Linked DNA regions of Ovis aries: region 1 is linked to region 2. The links are chromatin contacts, called in public Hi-C maps. All regions are on one chromosome and are shown on one strand. Each heading gives the region's core, a stretch centred on a gene start, on an enhancer-like site or on the middle of the called end of the contact. The rest is flanking DNA. Distances are from core to core; before and after follow the strand shown.

The links. Hi-C and Micro-C count contacts between places; a contact is called where the count stands out from the background.
Region 1: a Hi-C map of tail adipose tissue shows a contact between it and region 2, with 10 times the contacts expected there. The contact joins two enhancer-like sites. A contact is called at or near these places in 9 of 16 Hi-C or Micro-C datasets (hypothalamus, liver, mesenteric adipose tissue and 5 more).

Annotation. Positions count from the first base shown.
Region 1 is chr26:23,284,487-23,290,337 of ARS-UI_Ramb_v3.0, forward strand. All of the region lies in intron 3 of LOC121818076 (a long non-coding RNA gene), which reads left to right. Among named protein-coding and RNA genes, the nearest start is that of TRMT9B, 68 kb to the left of the region's middle. Within about 2 kb of position 1,260, at least 6 of the 54 cell types and tissues checked have an H3K27ac peak or open chromatin away from gene starts, as enhancers often do.
Region 2 is chr26:23,137,995-23,143,881 of ARS-UI_Ramb_v3.0, forward strand. The region is part of intron 2 of LOC121818076 (a long non-coding RNA gene); the gene reads left to right. Among named protein-coding and RNA genes, the nearest start is that of TRMT9B, 79 kb to the right of the region's middle. Within about 2 kb of position 2,252, at least 6 of the 54 cell types and tissues checked have an H3K27ac peak or open chromatin away from gene starts, as enhancers often do.

The sequences.
Region 1 (5,851 bases), core at 10-2,509, 150 kb after region 2:
CATGTGAAGAGTTGACTCATTGGAAAGGACTCTGATGCTGGGAGAGATTGTAGGCAGAAGGAGAAGGGGATGACAGAGGATGAGATGGCTGGATGGCATCACTGACTCAATGGACGTGAGTCTGAGTGAGCTCCGGGAGTTGGTAATGGACAGGGAGGCCTGGCGTGCTGCGATTCATGGGGTTGCAAAGAGTCGGACACGACTGAACGACTGAACTGAACTGAACTTAACAACATAATAAAAGCTCCAGGTCCCAGCTGCCACATGGGGGAACTTTAGTTTTAAAATGTGAACTCTTAGTTGTGCTTTGAGGGAGCTAGTTCCTTGCCCAGGGATGGAATCCAGGCCCCTTGGGTTGGAAGTGCCAAGTCTTAGCCACTGGACCATCAGGAAAGTTGCTACTATCTTTAATTTTTATTTGTTTCTTTGCCTTTTAAAATTTATTTTTAATTGACATATACTTGATTTACAATGTTGTGTTAATTTCAGATATCAGCAAAGTAACTCAGTTATATACATATATTTTTTCAAATTCTTTTCAATGGTAGTTTATTACAAGATATTGGATATAGTTTTGTTTTATATTTCTGGCTGTGTTGGGTCTGTGTTGCTGTGCAGGCTTTCTCTAGTTGCAGCGAGCGGGGCCTGCTCTCTAGTTGCAGTGTGAGGGCTTCTCATTTCAGTGGCTTCCTTTGACTCTTGTTTAGGAACACTAGCTATAGGGCATGTGGGCTTTAATAGTTGTGGCACAGGCCTGAGTTGCTCCATGGCTTATCAGATCTTCCCAGATCAGGGATTGAACCTGTGTCTCCTGCATCTCCTGCATTGGCAGGCGGATTCTTTACCACTGAGCCAACAGGCTTTTGTTGGTTATCTGTTTTGTGTATAATATCAACTACTTACTTTCTAGATGAATGGTGCAGAGAAGTGATTGGCAGATGTGATAGACATCACCATGGCAACTCTTCATAAAGGAAATTGATGGCTGAGCAAGTTGAGGGTTTGTATTAAGAGCTTAGTAATCCCCAGGCTGTTTGTTCAGGTTCTGTAACTTCCTAAGGATTTCAGATTTTATTAGTTCAGAAAGCCTCACCCACAAAATATATATTTATCACTTCAATTTGTTTTTTGGCTGCCACAGAGTTTAGCCCGCTGAAATATTTTATTTTTCTGTCAGTGGCATTTGCGTCAAGAGCTCTGACCAAATATGACCTCGGTCAGTGCTAGATTCCAGCCAACACACACCAGACACTGAAAGCGTCACACCCTGTCTTCAATTTCCCCCTCCAAGACCAGCTACATAATTCTAGGGACTCAGTGCAAAGTGAAAATGTAGACTCATTTGTTGAAAAATTAGGGAGGATTTCCAAACAATGACAGCACAGCATTAAGGCATGCCAAGTCCCTTTGGCTCAGCTGTAGTTTGTTCGTCCACAAGGGCAACCAGGCTCCCTGTCTCCTTGCCCTCTCCTTCTTTCATCCAGGCTGACATTTTCTTCTCTCCTGCTTGTTTTCAAGAAGGTGAAAATAGCTAGAAGCTTCGCCAGGCAGCCAAGTCTTAATCCTCATTATTCCAAGTGAGAGAAATGAAAAAGGCTCACTCCTCTTGCAGATTTGGGTGATGAAAGAGAACACCACTTCTGAATGCTGACTGTACAAAATTATTAGCCTGAAAAAGTCAGAAAACGTTGCTCTGAAAGGATCCCTGCCCTGACAGAGATGAGACTGAACAGCCTTTTGGTCTTTTTCCACTTTTTAAAAAATTTCTAGAACTCTGTGCAAATGTGTCTAAGTATAGTCGATACTTAATATGCCAAATCAGAGCTCTGTTTTAATAATGGGAGAAATATATCTATGGTTTCAAGCAAGCCATTGTCTTTCCTTCAAGTATATTAACAGTAATAAGAAAAAAAGAAAAGTTCTTTGAAGAAAATATTTGAGAACCAGTCTCATCCTAATTCCGTAGTATGGATAACAAGAAAGGCATTTGTGGTTGAAGGATTTGTCTCTGGTGGAGGATAACTTAGTATTTCCCTAAATGTACCTTGCAATTGCTACTGTTCCATGATCGTGAGGACTCCATGCTCAAATAAGGCTGGGAAATTCTGCTTTAGAGATCCGCATAAAAGTCTCCTGGATGTCCTGCAGCTTAGAAAGGGGAGGGGAGGGGAGAGAATCTTTAAGCCATCTGCTCTTTGTTTAACCCAGTTTTGCCCAAACACATTTAATCACAGAATGCTTTCATTGTGTAGTAACTATTAAAGTCATGATGTTGATTAGGTACACTGTGGGAAATGCAGATTTAATGAATCCATGGAGATCATTGGAAAGGATTTTGTATTGTTGGTCACCTGCTAGATTTCAACCAGTGTTTTATGCCACTGCCATGCCTTCACTCAAATCGAACCAGCCCTCAGAGGTGGTTATTGTAATCCTGATGTTATATACACGGTGAACAAGTTAAGTGATTGACTCGGACACACAACTTTAGGTGGCATAGGGTTTCTGAACTGGTGTCTGACTCTCCAGCCCGAGGCCCCTTCCTCCACAGCACTCAGAATTTACTAACAGTGGTGAAACAGGGCAGCATAAAGTATTTATAACATCTTATGAATGCATACTCTCAGTTCTGAAGGTTGAGTCTTTCTTAAGATACATGGAATTCTCTTGACAGATTTTTTTCCACAAATGAAACAATAAATCTGCCTTCTCTTGTGGTTTGCCATCTGTTATGAAGCCCAAGAGAAAAATCTTTCTCTTTACAGAAAAGCTTGGCTGAACATTTATACCAAGTAACTAAGGTGCAGAATGCAGAATACCTCAGTGGAGAATCACAATTAATAGGCTGGTCTGCATACTGTTAGACTGAAACTAATACTGGGATGTTGTACTTCTCAGTAAGTAGGTTAGTTAGCCTCTAGCAGAAATTTGCAAACTTTTATTAACCAGCTACCAGAGGCATGCGTGGGTACTAAGCTGCATCAGAATCAAAGGAAATAATCAGGTTTGCATTAACTTCTGCTCAGATCCTGATTTACCCTTTAAAAATTTTTTTTGGCTGTGCTAGGTCTTAGTTGCAGCACACAGGATCTTCACTGTGTCATGCAGGGTCTTTTGCTGTGCTGCATGGACTCTCTAATTGTAGCTCATGGATTCAGTTGCTCCGTGGCATGTGGGGATCTTAGTGCCCCGACCAGGGATTTAACCCATGTCCCCTGACTTGCAAGGCAGATTCCTAACCACTGGACCACCAGGGAAGTCCCCTGATTTACTCTTTATACTTAAAGCTAAAAATGATATTTACTGTTGAGCATCTTTTCTCACTTGATCTGAAATAATTCAGTGTTTTAGACTTACTAGTTTCTACGGATTTTCAGGAAAACTTAATTGGTGAATCATTGCACATATTAATATTAAAGGAAGTATTCCATAAATAAAGCCAGTCGAGAACAGAGGCTGCATCAAGTAGGCACCGGTACAAACAGCCATAGCAAGAAAGAATACATGGTAAGAAGGGTTAGAATAGACTGCTCAGACCAGAGGTCACAGAGAGAGGAGACCCACCCATTTAGAGAAAGCTCAATTCATGTCAGCACTTGAGGGATAAGTGAGGATTAATTAAAGACACCAAGTGGATTGGCTGTAAAGCAATCTGTTTGAAACACTGACATATACTAGGAAGCAGTAGACCTAAGATTACAAGAGAAACTGCTTCTCCTAGCAGCTGGAGCCCCTGAAAGCAGTGTCTTTTCTCCAGTCTGGGTTTTAGGGTAAAATAGCATCGCTGTGGGCTTCCCTGCTGGTCCAGTGGTTGAGACCTTGCCTTCCAGTGCAGAGAGTGCAGGTTAGATCTCTGGTTGGGAGCTAAGATCCCACATGCCTCGGAGCCAAGAAACCGAAACATAAAACAGAAGCAATATTGCAGCAAATTCAGTAAAGACTTAAAACACACACACACACACACACACACACACACACACAGCTGTCACCCATGCAGGACTGTTCTCAAAAGAGCCACACCACCATGAAGGTGCCCCGCCAGAGACAGCAGCCAGGGGTCGAGATGGGGAGACAAGCGCCAGAAAAGCTTATTCTGGAACATATAGGAGAAGAACCTTTCAAAACTCTCTGAAAGAATTGAAGGGATTCTTGAGGGTGGCTAATTTCTAGCCGTCAATTAGAGCCTATACAGGAAGTATTAGTATAAGTCTATGTTACAGAGGCAGGCTGGAAAAGGAAGCAGGGACTAACCATCTACTTTGGGTTGGATCAGTTATACTGGCTGTGGTTTGTGTCTCTCCAGCCCCCACTTAGCCTGTAACAAAGTCCTCTCCTCCTGACCAGGGTTGTGGGCAATCACAGTATGTCATGCGTGCCCACAGGGCTCTGAAATTAATAGAGGTGTGAGCATGTAACCGAGATGGAGCCTCTTAGGATGTATCCTTAAGCTTGTTAAGAGCTGGATTCAAATAGTACCAAAACATTTATAATAAAGTTTGGGAAATGAAATGCTGACCATTTAATGGAGTTGCAGTTCATGTGTTAGGTGCAATGATGTGTGTGTTCAGTCGCCAAATCATATCTGATTCTTTGCAACCCTGTGGCTGTGGCCCGCCAGGCTCCTCTGGCCATGGGATTTCCCAGACAAGAATACGGGACTGGGCTGCCATTTCCTCTGCCAGGGGATCTCCCTGACCCAGGGAACATCTTTGGCATCTCCTGCATTGGCAGGTGGATTCTTTACTCCTGAACCACCTGGGAAGTCTATAAATTACATTTAGTGCATTGTACATACAGACATATGTAAAATAATTATACCAACACCATTTATTGAATGATTCACAATTTTCCCACCAGTTTGATATGCCCCTGTAATCAAATCCTCAGTAGTTAGGTTCATATAATCCATTATATTCTTTTGGTCTATATGTCTTAGCACATGTGTGATAGTGTGTTAATTATTACTATTATGCTTTATGACATGATACAAAATCTGAAAATTCAGATTATGTAAAAGTTCCCTCTTTAAAAGTTATTTCCATTTTTCAGTATTTTAAATGCCTTCCTGATGTTTTATTTTGGGGTGTAAAATTTAGAATAATCTTGTGAAGTTTTTTAAAGTGCTATTGAAATTTAGATTGTAGTCTCATTATATTTATATATCGTTTGGAAGAGTTTTTAGAACCTTGAATATTTTAATAAGCTTTCTGAAAATTGCATGGTTTATATATAGGCCTAGATAAGAGAATTCAAAATGCATAGTACTTCTGACTTTCTTTTTGAAAAAGCTGTCATGACTTTTTAAAATTCCAAGTTCTTTGTTTAATGTTTCTGCTAGATATTTTTGCATAAGCTTCTCCCTTATTTCCATTAGCATGGGTAATGCTGATTTGTTCTGCCAATATAAATTTATTTGAATGGCATTTATCTCTATTTCTAATGTATGTTTGAGTTTCTGGTGAACTTTTATCGAAGCTGAGTTCTCTGTTTTTCATATGCGTTGCTGCTGTTTTCCAAGAGGAGGCAAAGAGCATATATATGAGAATTAGGCTCCCCCTGCTGGTACATTTAACACCCTACAGCGTCTTACTCTTCAGGTACTCAGTCGAGTCCGACTCTGAGACCCAGTGGACCATGGACTGCAGCATGCCAGGCCTCCCTGTCCATCACCAACTCCTGGAGCTTACTCAGACTCATGTCCATTGAACCAGTGATGCCGTCCAACCATCTCATTCTCTGTCGTCCCCATCTCCTCCTGCCTTCAGTCTTTTCAGCATCAGGGTCTTTTCCAACGAGTCAGTTCTTGGCATCAGGTGGCCAAAGTATTGGAGCTTCAGCTTCAGCATCAGTC
Region 2 (5,887 bases), core at 1,002-3,501:
TCTGTGGGGGGTGTGTTGTAAGAGTGTGTGTGTGTGATATGTGTAAGGAGTGTGTGATGTGTGTGTGTGGAGTGTATATGGTGTGTGTTTGTGTGTGGTATGTGTGTGTGGTGTGTGTATATGGGGTGTGTGTGGTGTGTGTGTGGGTGTGTGTGTGGTATGTATGTGTGGTGTTGTGTGTGTGTGTGGTGTGTGAATGCATCTGTGGTATGTATGTGTGTGCTATGTTTGTGTGAGTGTGTGTGGTGTGAGTGTGGTGTGAGTGTGTGGTATGTGTGTGTGGTGTGTGTCTGTGTGTGTGGTATGTATGTGTGGTGTGTGAGTGTGTGTGTGTGTGCTATGTGTGGTGTGTGTGGTTTGTGAGTGTGTGTGGTGTGTGAGTGTGTATGGTATGTAGGTGTGTGGTGTGTGTGTGGTGTGTGTGTGGTGTGTGTGTGGTGGTGTGAGTGCATCTGTGGTATGTATGTGTGTGCTGTGTTTGTGTGCTATGTGTGTGGTGTGTGAGTGTGTGTGGTATGTAGGTGTGTGGTGTGTGTGTGGTGTGTTTGTGGTGTGTGTGGTGTGTGAGTGTGTATGGTATGTAGGTGTGTATTGTGTGTGGTGTGTGTGTGTGTGTGTGTGTGTGGTATGTGTGTGGTATGGTATGTGTGTGGTATGTATGTGTGGTGTGTGAGTGTGTGTGTGTGTGCTATGTGTGGTGTGTGTGGTTTGTGTCTGTGGTGTGTGAGTGTATATGGTATGTAGGTGTGTGGTGTGTGTGTGGTGTGTGTGTGGTGGTGTGAGTGCATCTGTGGTATGTATGTGTGTGCTGTGTTTGTGTGCTATGTGTGTGGTGTGTGAGTGTGTGTGGTATGTAGGTGTGTGGTGTGTGTGTGGTGTGTTTGTGTGGTGTGTGTGTGGTGTGTGAGTGTGTATGGTATGTAGGTGTGTATTGTGTGTGTGGTGTGGTGTGAGTGCATCTGTGGTATGTATGTGTGTGCTGTGTTTGTGTGGTGTGTGTGTGGTGTGTGAGTGTGTGTGGTATGTAGGTGTGTGGTGTGTGTGTGGTGTGGTATGTATGTGTGTGGTGCGTGTGTGGTGTGTGTGTGTGGTGTGTGTATGTGTACAATTGAGTGATCAGGGAGACGACTTTGAGGATGTGATATCTGAGCCGAGGTTGGGAGAAAGTGAGAGACACATTGCTTGTACTTCAGAGAAAAGCATTCCCAGTAGAGGGAACAGCCAGTGCGGAGCCCCTGCGTCCTGAGCTGTGTGAGGAATAGCCGGGCGGCAGCAAGGCCGGAGCTGGGGGCGCCCAGGCGCCGAGTGGGGGGTGAGACTGGAGGGCGCGGGGGTCGTGCAGTGGGCGCTGGAAGGCTGCTGACAGTTCTCTTCTCACGCCTGTGAGGCTGGAGCAGCCCTTTCTCTCTGTGCAGGACATGTGTGCATCGCAGGGTGGATGTGGAAATCAGGGAGTTGGTGCGGGGTGAAAGCCTAGCAGGGTGCTGGGGGTACCTCGTGAGGAAGCCCCAGAGGCCTCGCGCTGAGTCGCTTCACACCCATGCAGCCGGCTTCCTTCCGCTGTTCTCTTTGCCAGGTTGCATGCGCAGTATTCTTAAGTTGTTCAGACCCTCCGCATTTCAACTCTCAGTAGCCTGAAGTATTCCAGTGTTGCCTTAGCAGCTAAAGATCACCATTTCAGCCCTTTATCACATTTGACATTCCCCCAAAGACCTTCCTTGCTTTTTCTCCCACAGACTATATTCTCTTCTGCCTTCTGTCCAGTGTGATCCTGTGTTATCACTAAACATATCTGAGTATGAGGCAGTGTGCTTTAGAAGACACAGCAGCTGGCTTGGACAGCCTCTGTTTGCATAGATCTGTCTGAATTACTACTGAATTACCAATTTGTTAGTTACGGAGCCTAGTGGGCTGCAATCCATGAGGTCGCGAAGTCGGACACAACTGAGCGACCTCACTTTCACTTTTCACTTTCATGCATTGGAGAAGGAAATGGCAACCCACTCCAGGGTTCTTGCCTGGAGAATCCCAGGGACGGGGGAGCCTGGTGGGCTGCCATCTATGGGGTCGCACAGAGTTGGACACGACTGAAGCGACTTAGCAGCAGCAGCAGCAGCAGCAGCAGCAGCAGCAGCAGCAGCAGCAGCAGCAGCAGCAGGTGTTTGAAAGTTAGTGTTGACTCAGCATCAGCTAGTTCTGGAAAGACCTTTAGGTGGTGCTGGCGTGTGCTGCCGGCGTGGTTCACAGCCGGCTTTTACGTCCAGAAGAGGGCGCCCTAGTTCCACCGTCGCTGCAGGGTCCTCTAGTCTCAGCTCCCCCGCTGGGCTCTGTTTTTCCTCCTTTTCGTCTCCCTGACTCTCTGATCAGATTCTAGCTCGTTCTCTCTGAACTTTGCACTGTATCTTATTTTCATTTCCATCTGCTCCATTGTCAGAATGGGAACACGTGTTTGCTCATGTGTCTGACCCTTGGGACCCGATGGACTGTAGCCCGCCAGGCTTCTCTGTCCGTGGGATTCTCCAGGCAAGAACACTGGAGTGGGTTGCCATTTCCTCCTCCAGGGGACTGAACCTGTGTCTCCTGCATGTCCTGCATTGGCAGGCGGATGCTTTACCACTGGTGCCACCTGGGAAGTTCAGCCCCTCCCACTACACCTTCGGCCTTCCAGAGGAATCTTCCCAAGCAGCTAGTCCAAACCCCTCCCATGCTTTCTGACATTATAGTTTGAAGTCTGAATTTACAGGGAGGCATTCAAGGCCCATGAGAATAGTCTGTTATGTGTGCAACAGTATTACATCTAAAAGATTATACAGAACTTAATTTTAAAATACCTTATTTCTGAAAAATTGCCAACCATCCTCTGAGACTTCAGTGATTCATAATTTTTGCAATAGTAACATCAAAGATAACTGATATCAGATATCATAGAAGACACAGGAATAATGAAGAAGTTTGAAATATTGCAAGAAGTCCCAAAATGTGACACAAAGTGAGCAGATGCAGCTGACAGAATGGCTTGGAGAGACTTGCTCAATACAGGGTTGCCGCAGACCTTCCTTTTGTAAAAAAGGCCGCATCTGTGACTTGCAGGCACACACGGTCTGCCTGTACCAACGTATCTCTGTAGTGAGAGCAAGGCAAGTTCTCCATGGACACCCCCTTCTGAGGGCGGAGGCCTCACTAGATGGAACGGGTGCGGTTCTTCCAACTGCTGTGCTGAGCCTCCCCCTGGACCAAGGAGCTCTGCCTGTAGGAGGTGTGCAGGTCACTTCAGCCCACACACTGAGGGCCCCCAATTGATAAAATAGACTGCAGGATTGGATGACGACAGTCTAACGATCAACGTCCATGCAGTCATCTTGTGTCGTGGAACTTTGGGGATTCAACTGCATCTCTTTGATGAGAAAACTTTAGATGCCTTTGATGTGGGCGCACACAAGCAGACCACCACCTTGTCTGGGCAGGGACGGTGGTCTCTCATTACAGCCCAGGAACAGGACCCATGGAAATGGCTCCACCGAGTCATTGGGAAGTGGCAGCTCCACCCACTTTATGCCAAGCCTGAAGCATGGGCCCAGGAATCTTTGCCAAGTTTCCCAGACGCAGGGCCAGCGCTCAGGCTCATGGTACACGTGGGGCTACCCCCAGGCAGGTTCCTTGCCTCCATGGGGCAGTGTTGGGGCCCAGACTGGCTTCTTGCTAGTGGGACTGCTCCGGCTTGCTTATCAGATGGCATCTCTGTCAACCAGTTACTGAGCCCTGGCTGCTCAAAGGCATGGATCGGGTTAAGTTCATGGTTAAGAGAGTTCTGTACACTGAGGCCTGGCTGCCCTGATTTTTCAGGAGTGACTTGTGAGAAGGAAGGGATTTACTTTTGTATCAGTATCTTCAGCTCTCACACTCTTCACTGTTTGCAGGGATGCTAAGTTGCTTCAGTCATGTCCGACCCTTTGCGACCCCATGGACTGTAGCCTGCCAGGCTCCTCTGTCCTTGGGGTTCTTCAGGCATGAATACTGGAGTGGGTTTCCATGCCCTCCTCCAGGGGATCTTCCTCACCCAGGGATCGAACTCGCCACTCTTTACTGTCTTCTGCATTAGCAGGCGGGTTCTTTAGCACTAGCACCACCTGGGAAGCCCCCTTCATTGTATGCACTTGGCCAAATACGGTGGCCTCTTTCAAGAGAAAGAAAAAGCTAGTAATTGATGGTTAAATATTGGTGACTGTCGTTTTAACCCTTGATCAGTGAATTCCAAGGACCAAGCCCACAACATCAGTTATCATCAGGCCTCAAAGAAAAATCTCACAAAAAAGTGAACACTTAACTCTTCCCACTTGGGGAGTCTTAGAGGACTTAGAACCATGAGACCTATGAGAAGTTATCTTGGGAGGAGACTCAAAATTCAGGGAGTCAGTGAAGTTGAGACACGGCCTCCCCGGCCAGCTGAGCCCACAGTGAGCAGAATTCCAGTGGCCAGAGCCGGACTCTACCTTCCCCAAGTTGGGAAGCCAGCCTAGGAGTCGCCAGTGGGTGGGGGAGTTCCATTATGTCCCTTTACGGCTGCTCTTTAAAATGGCAAATGAGAGTCGGTTTCTGGAGCTCACAGTGGGGTTAGCATGGAGGAGAAAGACCCTAGGCAGAAAAGTGAGTGGAGTTGGGAAGGTGATGGTCAACTCGCTTTTTTTTTTTTTTTACTGGAAAGACAGGAGGAGACCAAATTGTAGCTGGTTCAGGAAGGTTGCAGGAAGATTCTTTGCTGAAAGTGAATGCAGCAAGTACTGCTGTCAGCTATCCTAAATGCACAGGGCTGCAGGATGGCGAGGAAGAAATCAACGTGGAGCAGCAGGTTGGGGTGATTTCCCTGGAGATGGGACTTGGGCTGGGGGCTGCAGTGTGACAGTCCTGGATGGACGCAGAGGCCTGGAACTCCGGAGGAGTGGGGGCTGGTGTGGTGGGAAGCGCAGGCGTGGTTCTTGGCTTGGGCGAGTCCCTCCTCCTCAGGCTCAGTGGCAGCTGGGGGCTCTGGCAGCTCCAGCATCTGACGGCCGCCACCCTGCGGCTGTTCACAGGTGCACCGTCATCCTGGGAACTGTTTTCTGTGTCCTTCCCCGAGGACTGGGCCGGGGGTGATGAGCGCAGTAAAAAGGTACTGCAACTGGTTATTTCCTTCTGATTCCGACCATCAAGAAAATGCTAGAAACTGCTAACAAGCCCATGATGCATAGGGCTTTTAAAGCTGAATTTACACTTAGATATTTCGAAAATTCCAAGATGAGCACAAAGATGAAAGAAGTGATGGTTTCTAGAGACAAGAACTAGTGACGATTTTTACATTGAGAGATTTCCACCAAAGAGTACACTCAGCTTCATTGATTCTTGCCAAAAGGTGGGCACAGAGTGTATTTCATTTGTTGTACTTTTCATTTTTGTCTCCCAAGCAGCTGGGCTGGGACTCAAAACTAGAGTGATGGCTGGATGATTGGCTTTCTTCTTAACCCTTGACCGATGACCCCCAGGGACCAAGCCCACATCATCAGCTATCAGCAGCGCACGGACGCTCAGAGATTTGCCATAGCTTCCTCCATCACAGGGAAGGGATGGGAGGTGCTCAGCGCTGCCCAAGCCAGGGTGCCATCTGCTGCTAGAATGTGGCCCCGCTGAGCTGCATTGGAGCCATGGCAGGGCTGGCCTCAGGCCCCTCTTACTTCATTCACCCCATGCCCACCACCCACCCTCACCCCAGCTCTGCCAATAAGCTGACTGGCTGTAGATGGAGCAGGTCAGGAAAAAGAATAAAAGTGCTTGCATTCTTAAAATGTAAAAAATGATGCTTTTCAATATTAATACTGTTTTTTCACACATGCCCACTTTCAGATAGTCTAATAGT